2 separate regions of the Xenopus laevis genome follow, and region 1 is linked to region 2. Evidence: chromatin contacts called from public Hi-C data. All regions are on one chromosome and are shown on one strand. Each heading gives the region's core, a stretch centred on a gene start, on an enhancer-like site or on the middle of the called end of the contact. The rest is flanking DNA. Distances are from core to core; before and after follow the strand shown. Region 1 holds the start of garem1.L (GRB2-associated and regulator of MAPK protein-like). Region 2 overlaps garem1.L (GRB2-associated and regulator of MAPK protein-like).

Region 1 (7,211 bases), core at 388-2,887, 70 kb after region 2:
CGCTTAAAAGAAACACCTTAAGAGCTGGCACAAAGATCAGGAGAGGGCAATGGGCAGACCAATAGAAAAGGCAGCTACCTAGATGGAATTCACAGGCATCGTCTGTGTGCATATCAGTGGCTTATGTCAGGGCACCTTCATCTGTTGCTTTGCACAGCCAGTCTGCCAGGGCAGAGTCAGTGAGAGAGTACCAGTTCTACACTTGGTGCCAACACCATGAATTATGTGTCATGTTTCGTGATACCCAGTAGCAGAGTAGCTAGAACCAGTATATGACCAATGCTGCCTGGTTATGCCCCCTTGCTGTCACAATGCCCCTCACTCTACCTACTCAATCTCGCCTTATTCCAAATATGCTACAGCCCTCTGCCCATAATGTGTGCCAATCTGCCTCTACTCAACCTCACTCACTGCCAGTCTGCCTCTACCCTCACTCACTGCCAGTCTGCCTCTACCCTCGCTCACTGCCAATCTGCCTCTACTCACCCTCACTAACTGCCAGTCTGCTTCAACCCTCACTCACTGCAAGTCTGCCTCTACACTCACTCAATGCCTGTCTGCCTCTACACTCACTCAATGCCTGTCTGCCTCTACACTCACTGCCAGTCTGCCTCTACCCTCACTCACTGCCAGTCTGCCTCTACCCTCACTCACTGCCAGTCTGCTTCTACCCTCGCTCACTTGCAGTCTGCCTCTATACTCACTGCCAGTCTGCCTCTACTCACCCTCACTAACTGCCAGTCTGCTTCAACCCTCACTCACTGCAAGTCTGCCTCTACACTCACTCAATGCCTGTCTGCCTCTACACTCACTGCCAGTCTGCCTCTACCCTCACTCACTGCCAGTCTGCCTCTACTCACCCTCACTCACTGCCAGTCTGCCTCTACCCTCACTCACTGCCAGTCTGCCTCTACTCACCCTCACTCACTGCCAGTCTGCCTCTATACTCACTGCCAGTCTGCCTCTACTCACCCTCACTCACTGCCAGTCTGCCTCTACCCTCACTCACTGCCAGTCTGCCTCTACTCACCCTCACTCACTGCCAGTCTGCCTCTTCTTGGTGCCAGTGTCCCAGCTGACATTGATTGTGCCAATAGGCATGTCGTGTGACATAACACTACGCTGTGCCGCTAACCAGTAACTTACCGCAGTCCACCCTGGCAATCTGTGGCAGCCGATAGGAGCTGACCAGCAGGTCCAATGGGAATGAGGCCGAGCTCCACTTGACATCCTTCAGAGAGGGGACGGGAAGCTCCATCCTTTACACACGGGGGGGGCTGTTGCACAGTTCGGGTAACGCCGGGAAGGAGTTCAGCCCAGTGTGTGGCTCGTTCCCTGCTGCAGCCCGCGCTCCCCGCCACTCATGGTCACATGTGCCTAAGCCAGGGCGGCCGCAGGGAAAGGCTCAGCTAGAAGCAGAGGAACGCTGGTCCTTGTCTCTCTCCCTTCTGCTCGGGTTTCTCTCGCCGCTCTTACTGCCTTGCTGCCGACACTATAAAACGCCATAGCAGCACTTACTCCTCTGACTAATCAACAGGGTGTACGAGACGCCTGCGCAGCCCCGGGAAACCCCGCCTCCTCGGACTAAACCGGCCTGGAAGGGCAAAAGCCTTCCTGCTATCCAGCATGGGAATGAGAAGTTACACAGGCTCGTCTAGCGCTGCAGCGACCCCGTGTGGCTGAACAGAGTTATCGCATGCCGGTATCATGCCAGACAGCAAAGCTCGAGACACACACTCTATGGGCCTATTTATTATGCTGTATAAAACGAAATTTCGCCAGAAAAAACGGTGTAAAAAGCTGTGGAAAATAAATGGTGAATTTATAAAAATGTGTTTAATTTTATGCCAAGTGAATGTCAGATTTGCTGCCTTTATTTTACACTGTCTCAGACCTTTGTAAGTTCTGGCTGAAGTTGCTCAAAGGAAAAGCGCATAAAAAACTATTCAATTTTTACACAGCGATGCCTGGCAATGTGACAAATTATTCACCAGTTTTTACACCACATAATAAATCTGCCCCATGATTCAGCCTGCTGCCATTGCCTCAGCTCACAAGCTACACGACTTCTTCTGTTACCCGACATTTAATGAAGTCGAGCTGTTTATTGGAGCTGGTTTCTACAGTCCCAGACATATTTACTTATAATACAGGTGTCACTTATGGAAAAATACATTTATTTATCCCGATAGGTAGCAACAGACAAGAGGTGCAGTAAACCGCAGGAACCAATCTGGAATTTAGCTTTGTTTCGTTTACTGTGGCTAATATAGTAAAATAAACACGTCAAGTCATAAGAAATGAATACGGCAAATTGCAAGATTACCCTTGTGTCTACTGGGACCTCTTCATTGAACCCCAATCCCTTCCTGCTCAGGAGATAATAATAACTGCATCCACTCACATAACTACATGTTAATGGGCCCCACAGAAACATTCATTTAGGGCCCCAAAATATTGGTAAATGTCAAATGCCAAGACTGAAATAGCTAATAGTGGAATTATTCATTAAAGGGCATGTAAAGGCGAAAAAATTAAATCCCATTTTTACTTTCTTAAATGAAAAAGAAACCGATCTCCAATATACTTTAATTAAAAAAATGTGTATATTTTAAGGCCTAAAAGCCATCATACAAGGTTTACCCCGACTTATGGCTGTTAAATGATTGTATGTGACTTACCAGTATTTACATTTGTAGGCTCGTGGGTTACTCTTTGACATCCCAAACACCCACTGTATGCTGTGTACTTTTTTGCCCATTTGAATTCGGGTTCTTTGCCTCCCTGTCCCTAACCTTATTTTAAACGCTCCTCTGGACTTACGGTTTTAATTTATTTATTAAAAGTTAAGTTTTATTGTTCCTTGAGTCCTCGGATTTAAAGATGGGGTGGTGCAACTTTAAGGGTTAATCTTTTTCTCTTTTGTGCTACTATTTATCCATATAACCCTGCACACCATTTGTCTGTTTCTCTTTGATTTAGGGGTGGTGCTCCCTTATTCAGGCTTACTTACGTTTTTATAAGAAACCTGACTGTAGGCAGTGAAATTCTCACTTCATTTACTGCTGTGGATAGGAATTGTCAGATGGTCCCTAACTGCTGAGCAGGGAAACAATCATACTTATGAACAGTAGGGGGAGCCCCCGCCTTACTTCCCAGCCATGCAGAACTCAAGCAGCTTTGTTTATGACGATCCCTAAGCAGCCCAGACCACACTGAGCATGTGCACAGTCTTAGTCTTGCAAAGATGTTTAACAAAGTTACAAGATGACAGCTCCCTCTGGCCAAAGTTGAAAGCATAAATTATTTGTTTGATTAGGCTTGTGGTACAGTAGGTTCATGTTTATATTTAGTATACAAAATACATAATTTCTAGCCTTATTCTATTTAAGACTTTACATGCCCTTTAAGTAAGGCCTTGCTGGGTCCCCTACAGTCCTGGGCAGTGTCTGCTTCCTCTGTAGTTACGCCCCTGACTACATCCAAGCATATGCTGACTGGTAGGGGTCTCATGCACCCCGGGTCTTAGAAGCTTGAGGAAGTGGCGAGGTCTGCAATGAAACACTTTAAGCCAGCCAAATTCCTGTCCCACTGTATTGCTTTTTTTTTTGCTTTGAAAAGGTTTTTATTGGAAAGCAAATCAAATGGTAACAGTGTGTCAGACAAAGGTTAGAAACATCATGTCACGGAACAGAAAAAAAGGCACAATCAAAACATTTATCACATAGGCAGTAGTTACCTCCGCCTCCCATCCCGCTCAGGACAAGAAACATGAAGACCCCCAGGTAGTTGTGCCACATTAGGATTACTAAACTTGTGCAGGTTGTAGGGGTGCAGTGCAGTCCAAGCTACCAGTCCACAGCCGCCAAATCTGTATGTATTTAAGCAGTTGACCTTTCTTATCCAGGGCAGCTCTTTCAATTGCGGCCACATAGTTCATAGCCACATGCCATTCCTGAATGGATGGTGGTTTGGGGTCCTTCCAATGCAAGGTTATCACTTTCCGTGCTTGAAATAAAGCCTTTAGCACAAAAATCCTGGTGTATTTGTCCAAGCAAGCGTCCAAGTCCAGATATAACAGACAAGATCTTACACCGGCTGCACTCCACCCCGGTATGGCACCATTCAGCCAAGCTATCACCTCCTGCCAGTACTGTTGAAGAGCCGTACATGCCCAGATCGTGTGTACCAGGGTGGCCACCTCCTTCTCACATCTAACACATATTGGTGATGGCACCGCTTTCATAACAAACAGCCTGTGTTTAGTAAAATATGCCATGTGGATGAAGTACAGTTGTACTAATCTATGTCTCTGCGACAGAGAGACCAGCAGTGGGGTTTTCAGGATCAAATCCCATTTCTCATCTGAGATAGCTCCTACATCCTCCTCCCATCTCGCCCTAGCCAGGAGCTCGGGGTCCCTATGTAGTGGGGTATGGAGCTGTTTGTACAGTGTGGAAATCAGCCACTGTATTGCGTTTAAGAATTTCAATAAAGTTGACTGATTTTAATACAAGCAGATCTCTCCATCCATGGGTGTGGGAGACCCCTACCAGTCCACGTATACTTGGATATAGTAAAATAAGCCACTCTGATTGGTTCTGAGGAGGCACTGCATTGCACCAGTGTGCATGCACATGGTGTTAGTATACCAACCTCAGCAATGACCTCTAAACTCACTACACCACAGACAGGTTATAACAATAGACAATGCAATGAGAATATGTTACTAGCAAACGTAGGGGATTCAAGTGCTGATTGGTTCACTCACCACTGAAGCTTTCTGCTTGCTCACCCTCTATTTACAACACCTCAGTTGTAAATAGAGGGTAGTGTCTCTTTTGTCTTACCCCTGGTTTTGAACCTGAACCCTAGTGTGAGGAAGTGTACATATAAGACAGTAGCTGCAATAGAAGTGTTACACAGACATAGCTGGAAGAGCAGAAGCTGGAAGAGCAAAGTTTCTCCACCATTAATTCACATGGGGACTGCAGTTGGTAGGGCTCAGGGTTTGATTTTGAAGTCCCTTGCAGTACACTATGGGGATCCTGGTACATTGGGGACAGCAAGGCTGGAACCAGGGGTAGTATGCAAAGGTTGGGGGGGGGGGTCACTAGGACCCTGGGCACATAACTCTTCTGCCTTCTGTAACTCCAATCTTGTGAATCATTGAGTGACCAGCAGGTGTTGGGGACAGACATCTTTGGTGTGATGTGATATTATGTCCTTATAGTTTAGCATTCTCCAATACTTCTGCAGGGGCCCAGCTAAGGTGAGAAGTCACAATATATTGGGTTTCTAGCCTTGAAAGCAGCTGGAGTTTGGTAATATAGCAAAAAAAAGTTACATAAAAGATGATAAATGATGAAACTTTACTAAAGACTTTTCCTTAAATCAGTTCCCAGTGTCTGGAATTCCTGAGACATGACAGAAGTGCTCCTGTCAGACACTGAATCTGGTATTGAAGAGACTGGCAGTTCTTTGTGAGATTCCTAGATGAGAGTACCTGAGCAAGGTTAGTTAACTTATATAACACATTGATAGGGGACTTGCACAGGTATGAACTGTAAGAAAGAGGAATAGTATGGACACACAGGAGACAAAGTGGAGAACTAGAGTTCCATTCTCCCTTAGTGCAAAGCTCAGGTAGCTTTTCAGTTAAATGCACCTGAATTGTCAAGGTCTCAGAACTAGCATTTTTCACAGACATGTCCACCGCCAGTACTTATAATTGTTTGAGTAGATAGTTGGTATTGTGATCCAAATTACAGAAGGACCCATTATTTAGAAAACCTAGAAGTCCCAAGCATTTTGATTTTGATTGATTGATAACAGAATCTATATTTGTATTAAAAATGTAGCAAAGATTTATTTTAGGCATCATATCATATTCATATTGTCTAATTTTCTGTTGTCCTAATGAAAATTCTTAGTTAAAGGGGTGGTAATAGTTACGTTTACTTAAAGGTTATAGAATAGCCAGAATTGCCAATTCCAAGCAACTTTTCAATTTATTTTCTGTAGTTTTTTAATTATTTGCTTTCTTCTGATTCTCTCCAGCTTTCAAATGTTGGCCACTGGCCCCGTATTAAAAAAAATATATTATTACTCATCTTTCTATTCAGGGCCTCTGCTTTTCATATTCTGGTCTCTTATTCAAATCAATGCATGGTTGCTAAGGTAATTTGTACCCCAGCAACCAGATTACTGAAATTGAGAGCTGCTGAATAAAAAGCTAAATAACTCAAAAACCACAAGTAATAAAAAATTCAAACCAATTGCAAATTGTTTTGGGGTACAACTATACATAATACTAACAGTAAAATAAAAGGTGAACAACCCCTGAACTCAACCATTTATTTCCGGGGGGGGATACTTGTGAAGCAAGTTAGGCATAGCCAACGTCCGCCAACCCCCCCCCCCCTTGTTGGCAGAATGACGGGCTGGTCTGAACGGACACATTTATAAGATCTGTTATCCAGAATCCAATCACCCAGAAAACTGATTTGTTTCTCTGTATAATAATAAAACACTGTTTGAGCTTGAAGTGAGCATAAAGTAATTGAATGTTGAGATCAAAACAATGTTTTTTTGTAACTGTACCTTATGGAATTATGGAAGTCCCATTATCTGGAAAAGGCCACATGCTAAGCTTTCCACATAATTTAGTACAAGCATGAGATTTATTATGTGTTTGCAAATACATTTTACATATACAATTTATTGAGGGTTATCATAATTTGTGTTCTAGTGCGCAAGCATACAGCTTGGATGTCAATTGGCAGCAGCAGTGTCCTTAATAAATATGCCAAACAGACAATAAGGGAACAATTGACAACTGCAATTTCCATGATTTTAGCAGCGTACATAAATCTTTACTGTATTATATTATTGTGTGTCCTGAAGTGCTGGGGGCTGATTTAATTAACTCTGCCTGTGACCTTGTTTTTGTTATAGTAAATTACTGAGCACTGGGAAGCAGGAATTCTGGGAAATAAAGCAAGTTTAGCTTGATCCGCACCCACCCCTATCCAGCAATGGTTGGCCAAATTTAATCCAAAACCCACCCAACCTGTAGTCAACCCATGGGTCACAGTGAAATTCAGGCCAACCCGTACATTACTAGTTTACTGATCATTGTGCATAGGGGTGGGGGTAAATTAACATTGAGGGGTTTACTGTTGTTTTAGTCAATAGGACTTAAGGAATGT
Region 2 (7,472 bases), core at 4,621-7,120:
AGCGTTTTTTGGGACTTTGAAAAAATGTCAACTTTTTTTGAAGCAATCCCTAACTAATCTATTGCACTTTGCCTGGTCTGAGGTGGCGAAGGAAGTCTACCGTAAAAGGTAGCGTTCAGAAAAATGCGCACGTCAGTGAATTTGCATAATTACGTCCATTGCGCAAATTCGCCAGGCGTAAGGGTGCGAAGTAACACTAGCGAATTTACGCCAGTGTCCGTTAGTGAAACGGCGAATTAACGAAAATGCACTACGCTAGCGAATTAACACTAGCGTTAGGCGCTTCGTCCTTTAGTGAATTTGCCCCTGAGGGTGCATCTATCAATGTGGTGCACTGTATCCACAGGGATGTCACAAAGTGCTGGCTCTGAACTGCTGTGAAGTTATAAAATAATGTGGCATTATGGGAAAGGTAATTATTCCAAACCAGTCTTTAATACACCTTTTAATCCCAAAAACCTAGAATAAATAATTTAAAAGGTATGATGAGACCCAGTTATTATATTATTATAGAGAATTTATTAACTCTTTTATAAACAATTAGTAATCATATAAAACCTGGCCGGTCAGGGCTCAGAATTTAAGAATTCAGGCCTATCAGTTGGTAATCTACCTATGGCACATTTAGCTTTCCTAAACAATAATATAAGGTGACAGATGTATAAAAACGTGACTATTAGACTCTCCTGTAGTTACATGGATACCTAAGAGAACCTTTAACTATTATTTTTCTTTTATTATCTGACATTAGTGTGTGTTAGGGAAACAGCAAAAAACCAAATAGAAAACGTTGCTATTGCTCTACCAATTTGTTCCTTTAGAGCGAGAAATGTATTTATATATATATATATATATATATATATATATATATATATATATATATATATATATATATATATATATATATATATTAGTGACAGGCACACGTGACTCTTCATTACAGTTGCCATGATAAGTGAGTAACAAATTGAGTTCTACAGGACAACGGTGGAAAATCGCCCTAGAGTTGTTTACATGACTTACCTGTCCCACCAGGGGGGAGAGAATGCTGGAGATGGAATTACATTGCAGCATCAGTCAAATGTGACAGTTACATAAATACAGTTTGAAAGAGAGGAAGCAAGAGAGACACAGCAATGGATATTTCTAATTGTAAAAAATGAGGAGATATAGGTAAAAGCGGATCAAGTATCCGCATGCCCAGCACCTGCACATGACCAGTGAAATACTTTTAATAACATGGCTTTTGCCCTTGAGATCTTTGAGTAGTACAGACATTAAAGGGATACTGTCATGGGAAAAAAACTTTTTTTCAAAATGAATCAGTTAATAGAGCTGCTCCAGCAGAATTCTGCACTGAAATCCATTCATTTTGAAAATATTTTTTTTTCCCATGACAGTATCCCTTTAATGTTACTTGTTTAATAAAGGGCTGGAAAAGCACTTACTCCACCTTCATATTTGCTAACAAACCAGGAAGACCTCAGTACAACCAGGAAGTCTTTAAATCTTCTAAAAGCTACCATTGTTAAGGCAATGGGGGGCTACTTGTTAGTATGTGGCCACCAAGATATATCCAAGGAGAAGAGTTTTTTATGGCTGTTTGGAGAAGATTATAACAAACCAGAATCCATGTCTTATTTGGATTAGTTCCTCATGCAGACACTAGACTTTCACCCTCGAGCATCCACTTTCCTTGAACACTGGTCCCATATTAGTGCCGGGGGGGGGGGTGTTCCTATAACTACACCACCACCCAGCCCATGCAGTTACAGTGGATAGAAGCATCACAGCAGTGACCATGACAAAGTATGAGTTTCATCCCTATGGCCATGGGCTGCTTTTTGCTCAGTGTTATCTTAAAGCTACAGATGACAATTGAGTTGCCAAGTATGCCAGTGACTATCCCAGCAGGAGACTTGGCACAGACTTCCCCCTGGTGGTGGTTTCAAACACATTTAAAAATAGCTGGAGTTTTGTACAACTTCCCCAGAAGTGACTTGTTCTCATACTGTTTCATATTTTTATCTTTTGTTACATTTGTGTTGATCTAAATATCTTTACTGTCCATCTGTCACTAGTTAATAATATGTTTTAATATACAGAAACATCTTTTAACTGTTTTTTTAGCGGACGCTGCATTCCTTTTCATTGCATCTGTTCAGCTGCAGGGGTCTGTAGTCTGCCAGGGGGCAAATTGATCCTGGGAGCAATCCGATTGCCATTAAGGAATCTGGAAGAAATATTTCACTGTAATGAAGCAGATTGGTCTAAGCTTCTATGAGGTTTTTCACCTTCCTTGGGATGAAAAAACTGCATTTATCTTGTTAATAAAGGTGTGTTGTTTACAGATTAACCATAAAACCATTGTCTATCTTTATTCTGGCATCAACTGTCTCACGTTGTTTATAAAAGTATAGTTAAATGGAGGGCACACCAATCAGGTTGAAACAACCTTGGACTCTACCTGAATAGACTGGACTTGGTGAAACCCCTGTCTTGTTTGTACACAATAATATCTACAACTGGGCCCTGACCCCTAGAGAATAGTGATGTGCAGGCCGACCTAGTTGCATCTTTTGCCAGTTTTATGGGCACGCTCCTGGTCCTGTCCACTACTAGAGAATCAGGATTAAGTGGCAGAGAGACATCCCAGGTGTGGGGAGAATGGAAGGATGCTCTTAAAGGGGAAGGAAACCTAGTCGGCGCAAACCCCCCACCCCCCTCCCGTTTGTTGCCCCCCCTCCCTCCTCCCCCCTGGCCTACCCGTCCCGCTGGGCAAATGCCCCTAACTTGTTACTTACCCTTCTGCGCAGGTCCAGTCCAGGGAGTTCACCGACGACATCTTCTTCCACGCGATCTTCTTCCTGCTGTGAACGGCGCATGTGCAGTAGGATCATTTCGCCGGTACGATCTAATGCGCATGCGTGTGACTTTTGGCGCATGCGCAGTAGATCCGTACCGGCGAAATGCTCCTACTGCGCATGCGCCAAAACGCCATTCACAGCAGGAAGAAGATCGCGTGGAAGAAGATGTCGTCGGTGAACTCCCTGGACTGGACCTGCGCAGAAGGGTAAGTAACAAGTTAGGGGCATTTGCCTAGCGGGACGGGTAGGCCAGGGGGGAGGAGGGAGGGGGGGCAACAAACGGGAGGGGGGTTGGGGGTTTGCGCCGACTAGGTTTCCTTCCCCTTTAAACTGTACATACATGAGATATATACAGTATATATGAAGTTTTTGAATAGAATGTATTTAACACCATATCACCAATGTCTTGAATGTAGGGATGAGATGGGCTCTCTGCTCCATGTCTTCTAGTCCGGTCCAGTAATTCAGAGGTTCTAGGTTTGCAATTCTTAGAGGAGAATCTGGCTTTCCCAAGTATTCACTCCCCTAACTGCCAGCTAGGAATAAAATAACAGGTGCCCTGCAACTTAAGCCACACTCTAGGATGTGCTACTTACAGTTACTGTATTACCACAAAAAAGTCATTAATGCATTGGAAATCACTTGCCTCCCCTTCCCACTATAATTCTGGAGGAAAAGTGGTAAATGGCCACTCCCTAGTCAGAATGGACTTATTTGGTGAGAGGCTGTCTAGAGAAATTCAATGCCATTCAGGGCTCCTCTCTATATGTACAGAATGTCTGATTGTATCTATTGCTTTTTCTAGTGTGCACCTCACTTCTTTTTTTCTTTCCACTATCTTTTATACAAAAGTGAAGTTTTGCCTCTGGCCCCAATACATTGAATAAGTAAAAATCCAGCCAATACCAAGGACTTTAATGTCAGACTGCAATTTACATTTGTGTATCAGAAAAGAAAAAGAACTGACCCATATAGCTGCACCCTTACACCTGAAAGCTCATGCGTAATCATTAAATAAAAATAACTTCTAATAATACATTAAAACAAATGTCCAGTGTGCAAAGACTAAAATATAGGTTAGTAGCGGGAACGCTGATTGACAAAAGTCACCCAAACAATTCCACTTCAAATGCCAACCCCTTCACCCACTTAGAGATCCCTCCTGTACAGTGGTTAGGTAGAGGCACTTATGTGAGTTATACCGGTGACACAAGGCCGTTGTTGGAACTGCCTATCGTGTGAAGTATACTGTGCCTCAGGCACACCTAAGCCGATGTATGTACCGATAGTGCTGACCCTCGGATCCAATAGAACCACCAACCCCTTCACCCACAGTGAGTTTGCTTCCAATCCGCATGTGAGTTGTTTGCCCTTATGCTAAGTCCCTATCTGATGTCCTCCCTAAAGTGCGCCTGACGTGTTTCACCAGCCACTTGAGGGCTTTATCAAAGGCATGCGTTGAGCTGGTAGCACACCTGTATTAGTAGCTGCAGGACCAATGGTAGTAGTTTGAATCGGCCAATCAACACAGGAGACGTCAAGGAGAAAGAACCCGCAGGTGTTAACCTGTCTCCCTGACTATCACAAAGTATGGTATTTGTGTATACATCTAAGGCTTCACTTTACAAAGTATGCCAACGTCAGTCAGATCCCTTATCTTATCCCTTATTTGATCTTCACGTACAGTTTACATTTTTGCCACAAGATGGCAATTCTGTACTCCCTGTAGCCTGATCTCTAGATTGAAGGCTGCACACAAAGCACTTTCTTTGGCTTGCCAGCAGGTGGCGCTTCTGTTTATGCAGTTTGGCGCCAGTATTCACATATGCATTTCTATTTAAGGGAGATGATTTCAGCATGTATTTAAATTAGGGAGAAAGTGCTTTTTGAAAGGAACTACACTGTGCTGGAGCAGAGGACCCTGAGCCCAGCACTGTTCTTGCACTTCTTGCTTCTCGATACAGACGCTAAGATACAATGAAAAAAGCGCTGCTGCCAAGTCAGACTCAACACTGAGAGGACAGGACCATGGTGGGTTAGCAGTGGAAGAATTAGAATCTACTGGGCCCCTTAAACATTGTATAAAAGTGTTTTTCTTGAATATACGCAGAAACGTATCAGTCAGTGCCTCACTGGGACTTGTAGCTCTTGGGACCACAACAATTGCAGGGATCTGCTGAGGTTCTGACAGCACTTTACTGGGATTGGGTTACTGCCATATCCTTCCCAAACTAACCACAGAACATCAGAAACATGGCACCCTGTGGAGGGAGACTTCACACCCGAAAGAAATTGTGAATTTTACTAAAATGACATCTCCCTTGTTATACTGTGCTGCAGTAGCGTTCTGGGACATAGGGCTGACATACAAGGAAATCATACAGCAGCCCTATATGTTAAATGGGACAAAATACCGTACATTTAGCTTGTACCTGATGCCCAGCACCTGAACCGGATTGTGAGGCACCAAGGGAGTGGTAGTGGAAGTAAAATATAAATTCCTTTATAGCATAAGGCTGGAAAGTACTACATTGTGCTAAACATTCATTTTAAGGTGAACTGTGCCTTTAAGGGGAGGGAACAACAAAAAGCAGGAGGGGGCAGGCCCGGACTGGCAATCTGTAGGTTCTGGCAAATGCCAGAGGGGCTGGTATAAGGTGCCATAGAAAGTCACTATTTAGTGGGCTGATGAGGGCTGAATGGGCCTCTGTGTGCCTGAAATGCCAGGGCCTATTTTCATTCTCAGTCCGGACCTGGGAGGGGGTAACCACTAGAATAAGTCGCACAGCAAGCGGGAAATAACATTCAATGCATCTCTTAATATTATTTCCATTACACAGATATAAGGATACAGAGGCGCTACAGGGGAAGCCATAAAGCCATTTTCTGAATGTGCCGAAACCAGTGATCTAAAAAAGCAAAGAGAATGTCAGTAAGAAGCTGCCTGCGCTGGGCGTGATTGTGTTTGAAAGAGTCTCAGACTGTACAAGCCGGTTTGTCGCATATTGTTCCGGGCAAAGCTATTTACTATTTTACTTCAGGGATCATCTAACAAGAATATCAACAGGCCCTGCTCTATAGTTTGAATGGAACTTCCCTCCACGTTTACATTAGTATGGTCCCCACATCACTGTGGCTGAAAGCAAATGTTCAGCAGCATTTTGTCCCATCCCCCCCATCCCCAAATACATATCTAGCTATTTCCAGCGTCGGGGTAAAGAACTCTTGAAAAATTGAAGTTTTTTTTTTAACCTGAAAATTCGAGGTTCGACTGAAAAATCCCCTCGAAAACTCAGGTTAAATACAACTCGACCTTTAATAAATCTGCCCCTTTGTCTTTAGAGTGCAGCATTATGCTGCATTATGATGCACCCAAGTACAGGTATGGGATCAGTTATCCAGAAATCTCCTATTTATGGAAAGGCTGTCTCCAACACTCGATTTTATCAAAATAATAATAATCACATTTTAATGATTTCCTTTTTCCTCTGTAATAATAAGACTTATTCCTAATTAAGATATAATTAATCCTTACTGGAGGTAAAACAATCTCGTTGGGTTTACTTAATGTTTAAATCTTTGTTTCATTGTTAGTAGACAAGGTATGGAGAGCCAAATTACAGAAAGATCCATTATCTGGAAAACACTAAGTCCTGAGCATTCCGGATAACAGGTCCCATACCTGTAGTAGATATTTTACCATGGATGACTGGGCTACTGTGAAATTGTGCAGGATTAAGAAGAATCAGCAGCGCTGCCAATTACTTTGCTGCTCTATCTTTATTGGGTTGCCTTGTCCTTTAAATCTGATGTCAAGTAAAATCAACATTTCGGAGCAAGTCCCATCACTCTTTTACTTTTCAAACATTTTGGGAAGAAGACGACACAGAAGTTTACTGAGTGAAAATAAGTTTATATATTATACACATTTATATATACAAGAAGACATTGTTTCCCAATGACGTTGCTGTACCACAATAAGAGTTACTACATCTCAGGTAGTGGTTTTGTTCTGTGTCTTTACGTTACATTATAAACATAAAAATAATGATAAGGAACGCTATGTTAAAACTGCACTTCATCAGTAACGAATATACCTGAAACCTAATGGGGCCAAAAAATAAAAACCCACGTTTGCATGGGTCACTGCAGCACTTACATTCTTCAGATGCTACTTCTAGAAGTAATGTCACTCTCTATTGTGCCTTCATTATCCCCTCAGGACTGGCCAATGGGAGACTTGGCTGGGACTTTTGGTTCAGGACAAGTACAGACTGTGAGCTTTTAAGTAAAAGGTTTAAGAACAGGATCTATATGCAGAATTCTGCCACGGGAACTACGGATAATAAAATCTGGATTATAATTCTCTAAATCTGTATAATTAGAAATAAGTCACCCATTTTGGATAATGAATATCAAGTGCTCCATTATGGCCCATTAGAGGAAAACATACTAAGCCGACTACCATTGTGGCCAAGTCGTTATACCTGACTATATCTTTTAAGCTTTGGCTCCTAATGTCCATTACAGGTTTATACGAAGCTTATAAATGCTTTTTCCCTTTAACTTAAAATATTGTAGCAGCTGCTTAGTATTCAGTGATGC

The links. Hi-C and Micro-C count contacts between places; a contact is called where the count stands out from the background.
Region 1: a Hi-C map of the XTC cell line shows a contact between it and region 2, with 7 times the contacts expected there. The contact joins the promoter of garem1.L here to the enhancer-like site in region 2. A contact is called at or near these places in 2 of 4 Hi-C or Micro-C datasets (the XL177 cell line and the XTC cell line).

The regions. Positions count from the first base shown.
Region 1 is chr6L:119,466,693-119,473,903 of Xenopus_laevis_v10.1, forward strand. garem1.L (GRB2-associated and regulator of MAPK protein-like) reads right to left here and starts at 1,638. Exons shown (of 6, transcript XM_018267965.2): 1 at 1,147-1,638. The coding sequence starts at 1,258.
Region 2 is chr6L:119,392,756-119,400,227 of Xenopus_laevis_v10.1, forward strand. It overlaps garem1.L (GRB2-associated and regulator of MAPK protein-like), which reads right to left. Exons shown (of 6, transcript XM_018267965.2): 6 at 6,765-7,472. Among protein-coding and RNA genes, the nearest start is that of garem1.L, 72 kb to the right of the region's middle. Within about 2 kb of position 5,871, at least 1 of the 7 cell types and tissues checked has an H3K27ac peak or open chromatin away from gene starts, as enhancers often do.